Regions from separate parts of the Mus musculus genome. Here region 1 is linked to region 2. The links are chromatin contacts, called in public promoter capture Hi-C maps. All regions are on one chromosome and are shown on one strand. Each heading gives the region's core, a stretch centred on a gene start, on an enhancer-like site or on the middle of the called end of the contact. The rest is flanking DNA. Distances are from core to core; before and after follow the strand shown.

Region 1 (5,506 bases), core at 1,355-3,854, 160 kb after region 2:
TCTCATGTATTTATCTGGTTTTGGTATCCAAGGAAAACTGGCTTCCTAAAAAGAATTTGAAGTGTTTCTTTCCTATTTTTCAAAATTTAAATTTTATTTATTAGTGTGAGGTGTGGGTGCACAAAAAAGCCAGAGGACAGCTTTTGAGTCCTCTCTTCCCACCTTTATGTAGATTCTAGGGATCAAAGTCTGGTTGCTGGCTGGCACAAGGATCTTTATATTGCGAGTTATCTTACTGGCCCTCTTCGTTTTCAGTTTTATGGAATAACTTGATATTGTTATTTGTTCTTCTTTTTAAAGACTTGGTAGAATTTTTTACTGAATTCATCTGGCCCTGGCCTTTTCTCATTTGGGAATTTTTAAAAAATTATCACTGCAATCGTGTTGCTTGTTGTAGATCTTTGGTATCATTGGTAGGATCATATCCAACTAGAAAGCCGTACACTAGAAGGTCTAGCCGTTAGACCTTCTAGTTTCAATGCATACAAATCTTAAAACACACCCTTATGGTTTTCTGAATCTCCTGTGGTGACGTCTCCTTTTTCGCCTCAGATTTTGTAGGCTTGTGTCTTCCCTACCATTCCTCTGATTAATAGGCTGAGGGTTTGCCAGTCTTTTCTTTTTAAAGAATCGACTCTTTGCTTCATTGATTCCTTATGTTTATTTCATTAATTTCTGTCACAATCTTACTCACATTTTGAGATTTTTGATGACTCTGACATTCTAGGTCTGTGGTAAGCCTTGCAAGAGTTCTTGGTCCATCACCAGTCTGGGGGGTGGGGATTGGGAGGGGGAAGATGAGCAACAATGAAAGAAAAATACAATGCTTATTCTTGTGACTAGATAATTTTATTCCCCTTAGTAGAATGTCCTGAAAATTCATGTATGTAATAGCATGAGTCAGAATCCCCCTCTTTAAGCACTGAGTAATCATAGCTCAGCAGTGGTGGTACATGCCTCAGGAGGCAATCCAGGCAGATCTCTGGGTGTGAAGCCAGCCTGGTCTACAGAAAGAGTTCTAGGACAGTCAGGGATATGTAAGGAAACCGTGTCTTGAAAAAACAAAACAAAACAAAACACACAAAAGGTGGCTGGAGAGATGGCTCAGTAGTTATGAGCACTGATTGTGCTTCCAGAGGACCTGGGTTCAATTTCACCAGCACCCACATGGTGACTCACAACTCCTGACACCTTCATACAGACATGCAGACAGGCAAAACACCAATGCACATAAAATAAAAAATATATAAATTACAAATGCTGACTAATACTCCACTGTGTAAGCCTCATCTGCTTACATCCTTGCTGATGGATGCTGAGGTTATGTCCATCTGTTGACAGTTGCAGAGAGTTACAATGTACATGAATGTATAGCCATCCCCTTGGCGTGTATACTATATTACCCACAGGCTAACCTGTGGGGTCGCATGGCTCCATCATTTGGTTTTGGAAGAACAACCAGTGTTTTAAACAGCAGCCGCAGCAGCGGGTACTCCAAGCACCTGTGCCCGGGAGTTCACAGGTCTGTACGTTCTCGCCTATACTTGTTACCTTTTAGGTTTCCTGTTGTATTTTCTGTGGGTTTTATTCGCATTTCCCCCAGTGGGTGGTAGTGTTAAGCATATTTTTCTATGTTTTCTTCACCACCTGAGTATCTTCTGTAGAGAAGGATCTCTTCAAGTCCTTAAGACAAGACAGGAAAGATTATGGAAGGAGACAGGAAGGGAAAGAAGCCTCAGTCTAGAGTCTCGGTGAAGTCTCTTGCAGGCGCTCTAAGTTGATGTGTGGAGTCAACACAGAAACACTGTTTCTTCCTGACAGACTTTGTGTGTTAACACAGCAGGGAACAAGCAGGAGACCTGAGTGTCTATGACCTGGGGTAAGGTTTATCCCTGTTCCTAGATGGTCTTTAGAAACATCAAACTTTGTTCAGAGTGACCGAGACTTATCAATAGTGGTCCTGCTCACCAGGAACCATCCCGGGATCCCATCTGGGTTCCTTAGCAACCCTTTGGAAAATAAAGCTTCAAAATTCATCAGGCTGGTAGATATTGTAAAGACAATGTGGTGGGGACAGGGGAGCTGTCATTGAGAACCCCAACCCGTACGCTTGGCTTTCCTTTTCCCTCTGAGCTCTTCTATATTGACCCCTGCTTCGAAATCTATTAAATGCCTTTGAGTCAACTCCAAGCCCGCTCCGTGCCGTCTTGTCCTAAAATCCTTTTCTGTGCCAGAGGTGAGGATCTGGTTTCACCGGAGTAGAGGTCTCTAAAAGGAACTCTTCAGGCTGCTGTGAGCACCAGCTCAGAGCTGTGTCTCTGCTCCTGTCACTGCAGACGCCATGCTTACTTTGTTATTGGGTTGGTGGCCTGGATCTTCTTATCTTACCAGATTCTCACTCATGTGTAGAAAACTAAGGCTCAGGGGGCAGAGCGCCTTGGTACCCTGCAAAAAAAAAAGCCTTGCATCTGCCAGCTTCCTTGTGTGCGCCTCCAGATTCTTGCTTCTTCCTGGAAAGTAAGTGCTCTGCATCTGTGGCTACAGCTTAGAGAGTCTAGCCAAGCGGACATGAAGGGAACAAGGACTGACAGGATGTGAAAGGTCCACAGTCCACACAGGACACACCAAAACCAAGTTCCCAGCACAAAGGAGATTTATCTGCCCCAGGGAGCAAAGGGCAGAGGATAAGAGATGAAGACAGGAGACTGATGAGAGAGGAGAGGAAAGGAACAAGGGAGAGGGGGAAGGGATGCTTGTCTGGGAGGGACAAAGGACTACCTCTGGATAGAGAAGAGACAGACATGGCCTGTGGGCAAATGACAGTTTATAAAGGGAAAGGGGAAATCCCATGTTAGGATGAGTTGGTTTGTTTTGATTGGGCCAGTTAATTAAGGTGGCCAAAAGGGAGATTTTGACGGCTGGACTTCAATACTTTGCTAACTGAACCTTAGTGGTTAGCCCCAGGAGGAGGGATTGGCCAAATAGAGTGACCTTGGTGGGTAGCTTTAGGAACATAATTAGTCTAGCAAAAAAGAGGGAATGGGAAGGGATAAGACTTACCAGAGCTATGTTTGCCATGTTCTGGCCTGCCAGAGTCCTTCAGTCCCACCTTTCCTTTTTACCGCTGGGTCATTAGGTGTTGGGTAAGTGGGCACTGTTTTCGCTGGCTGCTTCCTGCAGACACTGGGATGTTGTTATTAGGGACTCAAGGAAGCTGGAATGTTGGTCAAGGCCAAGTAGAACAGGCTGCTTTACTTGTTGTCCAAGCTCTGTGGGACCATCTGAGGTAGTCTGTGAGGCTGGACTGTGATGTAGATTCTGGGGAAAGAGCTGAGACTGGCAAGTTGCTGGAGCAGATTGTAGTTGGTTTAAAATCTGCTGGGAGAGACAGACAGACTAGAGACAGAAGTAAAGTCTCTGTCTTTAAGGAGTTTAGGGGGAAATTTTTATCATGGGTATACATCTGAAACTCTTAGGTTTATGGTCCTAGTAGTTGGGAGAGGAGAGGCTTGAGACCAGGGAAGAGGGGAGAGACCCACCTTTAGGAGTAGACAGGTGGGGGAACAGGCTGTTGGTTGGCAGGAGTCCTTTTGATCTGTGAGAGGTGAATTCAAGTTGATTTTTGATGCCTATAAGAATCTTCAAGTTCAGCCGGGTGTGGTGGTGCACGCCTTTAATCCCAGCACTCGGGAGGCAGAGGCAGGCGGATTTCTGAGTTGGAGGCCAGCCTGGTCTACAGAGTGAGTTCCAGGTTCACCCAGAGAGACCCTGTCTCAAAAAACCAAAATAAATAAATAAATAAATAAATAAATAATAATAATCTTCAAGTTCATAAAAAGAGATAAATGTTTTAGATATGTTAGTATTATCATTGCTGGTTGTCTGTACTGAAATCCACAAGGTAGCTGTAGGGAGGGAAGCTTAAGAGGCAGACAGAGTCTGCCCAGGACACCCTAAGACCAAGTTCTCAAGTTCTCAGCACAAAGGGGATTTATTTGCCCCAGAGGGATAAAGAACAGAGAACAAGAGACGAAGATAGGGGAGGGAGGATGAGGGAGAAAAGGAGAGGAGCAAGGGAGAGGGGGAAGGGATATTTGCCTGGGAGGGACAAAAGATTGCCTCTGGATAGAGAAGAAACAGACATGGCCTGTAGGCAAACGGAAGTTTATAAAAACAAAGGGGAAACCCCCTAGTTAGGATGAGGTGTTTAATTTAATTGGGCATGTTAATTAGGGCAGCCAAAGGGGGCTTTTGATTTCGAGATTTCAAGACTTTGATAGCTGGACTTCAGACTCAGGAGAAAAATAGAGGAATAGACCTCAGTAGGTAGCTTTAGGAATGTAATCTAATGGGTTTTAGCAAGGCAGAGGGAATGGGGAAGGGTAAAATCTGCCAGAGCCATATTTGCCACGCCTACCAGAGCCCTTCAGGATGACTGCCGATGGAGTTTACACTCAAGAAAACACAAAGACATTGAACTTGAAGGGTCCTTCTTTGTTTCCTGGGTGGTGTGAAAGGTGTGTGTGTGTGTGTGTGTTTGTTAGTTTGAATGAAAATGGCCCCCATAGAGTCAGGAAGTGGCATTATTTTATTATTGGTGGTTTGGCCTTCTTGGAGGAAATGTGTCACTGGAGGTAGGCTTTGAGGTCTCAAGTGCTCAAGCCAGACCCAGTGTCACTCTCTCTTTTTACTGCTTATGAATCCAGATGTAGAACTCTCAGGTACCTCTCCAGCACCATGTCTGCCTGTGTGCCACCATGCTTCCCGCTATGACAATAACAGACTAAACCTCCAAACTATAACCCAGCCCCAATTTCATTTATAAGAGTAGTTATGGTCATGGTATCTCTTCACAGCAATAGAAATGCTAAGGCAGAAGTTGGTACCAGGGACTGGAATATTGCTGTGATAGGCCTGACCATGCTTTTGCTAGGAGGGATGTGGTCTTTGAGACTTTGGGTTAGGAAAGCAGTTGAATGCTTTAAGTGGAGCTTAGTGAACCGTCCTAGTAGGGACATGGAAAAGCAGAGGTGTTGAGGGTGCTTTGAACTTCGTGGGCCTGGCTCAGAAGATTCCAGAGGAGAAGAATATTTGTATGTGGCCTCGAGATTGTTCTTGTGATATTTTGAGTAAGAATGTGGCTGCCTTTAGCCTTTGTCCAGAAAAATCTGACTGAGGTTCAATTGAAGAGTTTTTGGATCAATTCCACTGGCAGAGGAAATCTCAAAACAACCTAGTACGGACTCTATTGTGTGGTTATTAGTCTTCCGCAGATCTATAATGAAGAGGAGCAGGCTGAGCAAGGTAAAATACAAAAGGTACAATTTGGGGGAAAAAAGGGGCACCAGGAAGTAAAATGGAGCTACGTCCAGTGTTCAAGGAGATAAACATTTTTTAAAAAAAGCTTAGTGCTAGCTGGAATGAAGGGAGTGGTGACCACAGGACAAGATCCCAGCCAGTGAGAAGGAATTAAAGAAAAGTTTAGAGCGCAGGTGTGGTGGCACAC
Region 2 (5,877 bases), core at 2,891-5,390:
ATTAGAACAGGGGACTAATACCAAGAGGGAGTCATCTACTCTCCAAAGCTTCCCCAGTCTTGATGGCAATCTGAAGCCTCCAATTAGAGGAGACAAAACATCTTGAGCCTCTCAGTTCACACCCTCTGTGTTGCCGATCTGGGCCAGTTCCCCTTCCTAAAGCAATCTGGCAGTTGTCATACTGATACTGCACTTGATGGGGGTTATTCAGACAGAACAACACACCACAGGCCAGGCGTTCTGGGCTCCAGCAATCCTTCTGGTATAGCTGGAACTACCTCTGTGCCTGGCAGGCTTTAGCCTCTTTCCGACCCAGACTTTTGTTCCTCTTCTTCCCACCCCACTCCCCCGACCCCACCCCACCCCTCCACCCCTACCCATTCTTTGTTCTTATTAAAAACAAGTTACCTGAGCTGAGTATGGTGTGCAGGCACAGTCCTGCAAACAGAGCATTCAGGACTCCACTGGAGACCCTTCAGCTCAAGGCTAGCCTCAGCTGCGTAGTGAGATCTTGTTTCAAAAAAAACAAGAACAAAAACAACAAGAAACTTAAAAATTTTTTAATTGTGGTAACATATGCATATATCACAAAATTTACTATTTTATCCATTTATAAGTATTGAGTCCAGCAACATGAGATACACACACTGTTGTGTAACTATCACTTATTGTCTATCACCAAGCCTCTTTGATTTTCCCAAACATAACATCTCTCTCATTAGACCCAAAGGCCTGGCAACCACTCTTCCCACTTGTCTCTATCAATGCAGCTACTGTAGTGAGCACTTATACCCAGGATCATATAGTGTGTGTCCTTCTGACCGGCTGATTCCCACAATGCACACCCTCGAGATTCAGTGATGTCGTACATAGGTCAGAAAGTCTTCCAGATGGATGCAATGTCGTGTGCCTATAATCCCAGCAATTGGGAAGCTGGGGCAGGAGGAACCAAGAGTTCAAGGTCATTCTTAGCTACAGACAAAGTCTGAGGTCAACCTGTGGCGCATGAGACCTTACCTCAAGCAGCAGAATCTGTTTCCTGCACTGGGGAGAGAAAAGAGGTAGGATCAAGTGATCCAAGCCGGCCTGTGCGATATGCCCATGTCTCAAGAGGAAGGGGAGGGGGGAAATGTCCTTTTAAAATGTTTAAAACTATTCCACTGGGTATATACACCATATTTTTTCTATCCATTCGCCTGTTGATGAGCAGGGGTTCCTATTACCTCCTGAATTCTGTTCATGTCCCCAGTGTGCATGGGTATACAAACAACATTTTTTTGACTAAGTTTCTAGCTAAATTTTATTTTGTTTTGCTGAGACAGGGGTCTTAACTGTAACCCTTGGCTGGCCTGGAACTCACCAAGTAAACTAAACAGGTCTCCAACTCAGAGATCTGCCTGCCTTTGCCTCCTGAGTGTTGGGATTAAAGGCATATGCCACCACACCACATCTAGCTAAATTATTAATAGCATTACTTTATTTGAATGCTATTCATTTTAATAATATTTTCTATTTACAGCACCTTATTCACAGATCTCCTATTTAGTGTAGTAATAGGGAGCATTGCCTTGAAATATACTTACATTCTAAAAAGTAAAAAATGCCAATGTGGTCTGGAGAGATGGCTCAATGATTAAGAGAACTGACTGTTATTCAAGAGGACCTGGGAGAACACATGGCAGCTCCCACTTGTCTGTAACTCCAAGATGTGACACCCTTACACAGACATAACACATGCAGGCAAAACACCAGTGCACATTAAATAAATAAATAAATAAGTAAGTAAATAAATAAATAAATAAATTGAAATGCCCATGTGCTGATGGTAATGGTAACAGCAAGGGTATAGAAGCGACATACTAACACAGGCCCCACTCAATCTCCAGTGTCTTGAGTCTGAAGACAAAAACCCCTTGCCCTGTCCACAGATGAGGGAGGCTAAAACCAGATTACCATTTCACTAGAGGTGCCTAGAAGAGGGTCAGTAACCAAACTTGGGAGATACAGGCTCTGCCACTTCCCAGAGTGAATTTAAGCCAACCAATGGGTTTCTGATATTCCCTGGGCTCATCATGACATGGTGGTAATGACGGCCAGTACAGAGTAGCTGCACAGCTAGGTAACTTAAGAGAGCCATCTAGCCTATATGGCCAGCATGTACTGAGTTCCAAGAGTGAGTGGCTCCCCTCATCTCATCCACCCTATGCAAAACACACACACACACACACACACACACACACACACACACACACACTACTTCCTCTCCAAAGAGAGAGGGCTCAGTTGCAATGAAGTCCAGTCAAAGGCTAACTATACCATAAGCCGGACCTCCATCACTTTCCCACCCTTTACCAGCTCCCAACACTAGAGAAAGAGCTCTGAGATCTTGGTTCAGAGCTGTCACTGCCAGGACATCCCTTCTCCCTGGGACATCTCACTGCTGTGAGATCCCATTCGAGTCAAAAGCCAATCTAAACTTTCATTTCCCCAGGTCTAGAAGGAAGTCTGTTTTTTCTTTTTGTCTTGTCATGAGTTCTCAATATGTGTATCTCACACATTCCCCCTGTACATGATGTAGAGGACAGCCAATGGAGGGTCTGCAGGCTAGTGATCTGTAGATGCTAACCAAAGTGCAAGCATTCCCACCCAAACTGGTCTTCTGCTGATTATAACAGCTGCCAAGCAAGCACCACTCACTACCTGCCCAGCACATGAAGGGGCAAGTGAAACTATAAAACTTGCAAAATCTGTGGGACTTCACAAAGTTGGTGGGGGTGGGGCAGAGAAGACAGCTGAAGACCACAGAGAAGGATGTGGGGGAAGTGTATGACATCAAAAAGATGTACTGAGTTCTCAGAATACTCAGTGGGGGGCTGGGGGTGGGGGGGAGATCTGAAGAAGTGGCTCAGTGGTTAAGAGTACTTAATGCTATTTCAAAGGGCCCCAGTTTAGTTCCCAGCACCTACATGGTAGCTCATAGCTATCAGTAACTTTAGTCTCAAGGGATCTGAGCCCCTCTTCTGACCTTGGAGGCCACCAAATACACACAGGATCCCCTTAAAGGGGGGAAGGTCAAAGGATCCTTGTTTTTGAAGAAGCCCTAGTTTGTTTGTTTGTTTGGTTTATTTATTTTTGTAAATCAGGGGTTTTCTACTAGCTCTGGTTCTCCTGGAATTCACTATGTAGATAGACCAGACTGGCCTCAAACTCCTGTGAGGCAGACATCTGCCTGCCTCTGTCTCTGCCTCCCTAATGCTGGGATTAGAGGCCCCAAGTGTTGGGATTAAAGGGGTGCACCACCATATCCAGCTAGCCCCGGTATTTTGGTAAAACAAAACAATCTCTTACAGCAAACCAATAATAGCTCAACTCCGTAAGGGGGGAAAAAAACCTTCAACATTCAGTATGTGATTCACTCTTCACAAACCACTATGCTCGTGACCATGATTAGAATTAAAACACTCTTAACCAAGAAGTATGTGATTCGTTTATCTTCATAATCTTTATCTTTTCTGGACAATAACCTAACCCAGCTTAGCTGCCCACGCGTTTTTGTGACTTTTGGTCCTGTCGGCAAGACAGACCAACCTCGAAGCAGGATGTGAAGGGGAGATACCATCTTGACCTTCTTCTTCCCTGACAAGACTACAGACACCCTATCCCAAAGAGAGAGAGAGAGAGAGAGAGAGAGAGAGAGAGAGAGAGAGAGAGAGAGCCTGAGCCTAATGGGTGTGTACAAGAAGGTCAGAGGGTTCTGCCAAGCACCATCGCACACCAGAGGGAAAATCTCCACAGTGGGAGTAGGTCCCATCACTCTCCTTTATAGGCCTGAAGTCGCTTTGTACAAAAAAGGGAAACCGAGGCCCAGTGAGGACATGGACTCTGGCCCAAGTCCAGTCGGTGTCAGCGCTAGCACTGGAAGTAATGCAGTTAACCAAAGTGAAGCTCCTCGTGGGTCATGGTGCCCACTCCTGTCCTGGATCACCTAGACCGTGGTTGGCGGGAAAGCCGAGGACGCGGATCCTGCCTGGGCGACCCCATGCTTGGGCGGGCCAGGGGGGTCCGGCTGCCTGGCCCCAACCCGCAGCAAACCGCGCCCCACGAGGGGCCCCCGCCCGCTCCCCTTCCCCTCCCCTGGCAGGAGGAGGAGACTTGGCGGCCCTCCCCCGGCCTCCCGACGGCCGCCGCAGCCAGCCCCGCGCCCGCTCCACCCAGAGCAGCAGTTCGGACGTCCGGAATCCCAGCCCCGGCCCGAGGTGAGTGGGGACGGCGGGGCGGGAGGTCATCGCGACAGGGTACTCGCTGCGGTCTCGGAGCCGCTCACGCGAGGGAAGAACTTTGCAGCGAGGGACAGGAGCCGGGGCGGCGCCCGCCGCACCCCAAACTTGAGTCCAACTTTTTAGTCCCACTTAGAGTCCCCCGGCCCGTCTCCATCCCCGTGGAAGCCGGGTCCCGTGGCGGGACAGTGGGGGAGGGGGCGCCCGTGGAATGCCGGCAGGGCCAGGAGGGGGGGGGATGGCAGGCGGGGGCGGAATGTGGAACTCTCCCGGGGGACCCAACGTGGTCACCATGGCGAGTGCCGGACGGACGGGTGGCACTGGCCAATCGGAGCACGGCTTTACGCCCAGACCCGTTGCGCTACCAATGGAAACCAAGCGGTGGGGTGGGCGGGACCGCGTCTTGCAGGACCGGACCCCCGCACCCCCTCCAGCCGCTAGGGGGAGCGGGGCTGGTGGCCCGCGAAGGGGCTACCAAGTAGGGACTGGGCCCTGGAAAGCTGAAAACTTAATTTCGGGAAGGAATGCGGGCAAGTGGGGCAAGGGCTTGATGCTAAGAGAAGGGAAGGGCTTCAGCAGCCCACTGCCCTGGTTGTGCCGAGGGGTAGCACTCTTCCTCATCCCGGGACTTCAGTTTGCGTAAGTGAATGTCCCTTATTCGGCCCGGATTACTGAGCTGTTGTAGGAGTACGATGAGTTCTTATTGGCAGAGTCTTACCCACCTGCTGGAGGAATTAGAAATCTTGTTGGTGCCTCTCAATACATAGGAAAACTGATGCTCAGAAAGGCCAGGAACCTGCACATACCACACGGTGTGTAATAGCAACGCTAGGGTTAATGTCTGTTCTATACGAATGTGCGATGCCAAGAGTTGCTAAGAGTCCTGGGGCTGGAGTAGGTGAAAGCTTCCACTCTTCCAAGTCATGTTTGTTTGGCGGGCCTAGTATCTGAAGATCTCCCTAGTAAGCGCTTCCAGGGGCATGGTGCTCTTCAGGTAGTCACGCATGACCCAGCCACAAGCTCTGTTCTAGCATAGAAACCCTGCTCTCCTCCCTTCCCCACCCCTCCGTTTCTTTCCTGGAGGTCCAGCAGCTGTAAGCTGGGCTCTCTCAGTATCCATGGTCAGAGGGACAGACAGCCCACAGTCTGCGGGCTGACCAGCCTTGGGCCCTGCACTTATCCAATCAGGCAGTCCCCTTGTGGTTTCCTGCTGGGCTCTAATCCCTACCCACAGCTAGGCCTGTGGCCCTGGGCTTACCCCAGAGTCCACCTGAAAGATTCTAAGAAGATACGGGAGAATTCTGAGCTGTGGAGGTCTTGGGTTCCCCATTCCCTCAGCTGGTCCCCATCCAGGGCTTAGTGTTTCTCATTCCTTGCAGTGGCTTCTGAGAAAACCAACCGAACCTCGAGGGCAGAATACAATGTTGAATATCTCCTCCCTCTCCCCATCAGAGAGTTCCTCTGGCAAGAGCTCAGACACCGGACTCTGACCTTGGCCACAGATGGGCTTAGACACCTACCTGTATTAGCGCCTGGCTGAAAACCAACTTCTGATTTTTAGGATGACACCGCTCTCCCAAACTCTGTCTGGTCACAAGAG

What was found. Promoter capture Hi-C pulls out the DNA fragments that hold promoters and counts their contacts.
Region 1: a promoter capture Hi-C map of trophoblast stem cells shows a contact between it and region 2, with 2.3 times the contacts expected there. The contact joins the enhancer-like site here to the promoter of Ccdc102a in region 2. A contact is called at or near these places in 10 of 39 promoter capture datasets (the C10 cell line, the HPC-7 cell line, embryonic stem cells and 5 more).

The regions. Positions count from the first base shown.
Region 1 is chr8:94,751,824-94,757,329 of GRCm38.p6, reverse strand. No RefSeq gene overlaps it. Among named protein-coding and RNA genes, the nearest start is that of Ccl22, 8.9 kb to the right of the region's middle. Within about 2 kb of position 2,604, at least 15 of the 459 cell types and tissues checked have an H3K27ac peak or open chromatin away from gene starts, as enhancers often do. A contact at or near this core is called in trophoblast stem cells, where this site is marked.
Region 2 is chr8:94,916,361-94,922,237 of GRCm38.p6, reverse strand. Ccdc102a (coiled-coil domain containing 102A) reads left to right here and starts at 4,140. Exons shown (of 9, transcript NM_001033533.3): 1 at 4,140-4,256. It also overlaps a transcript of Adgrg5 not described here.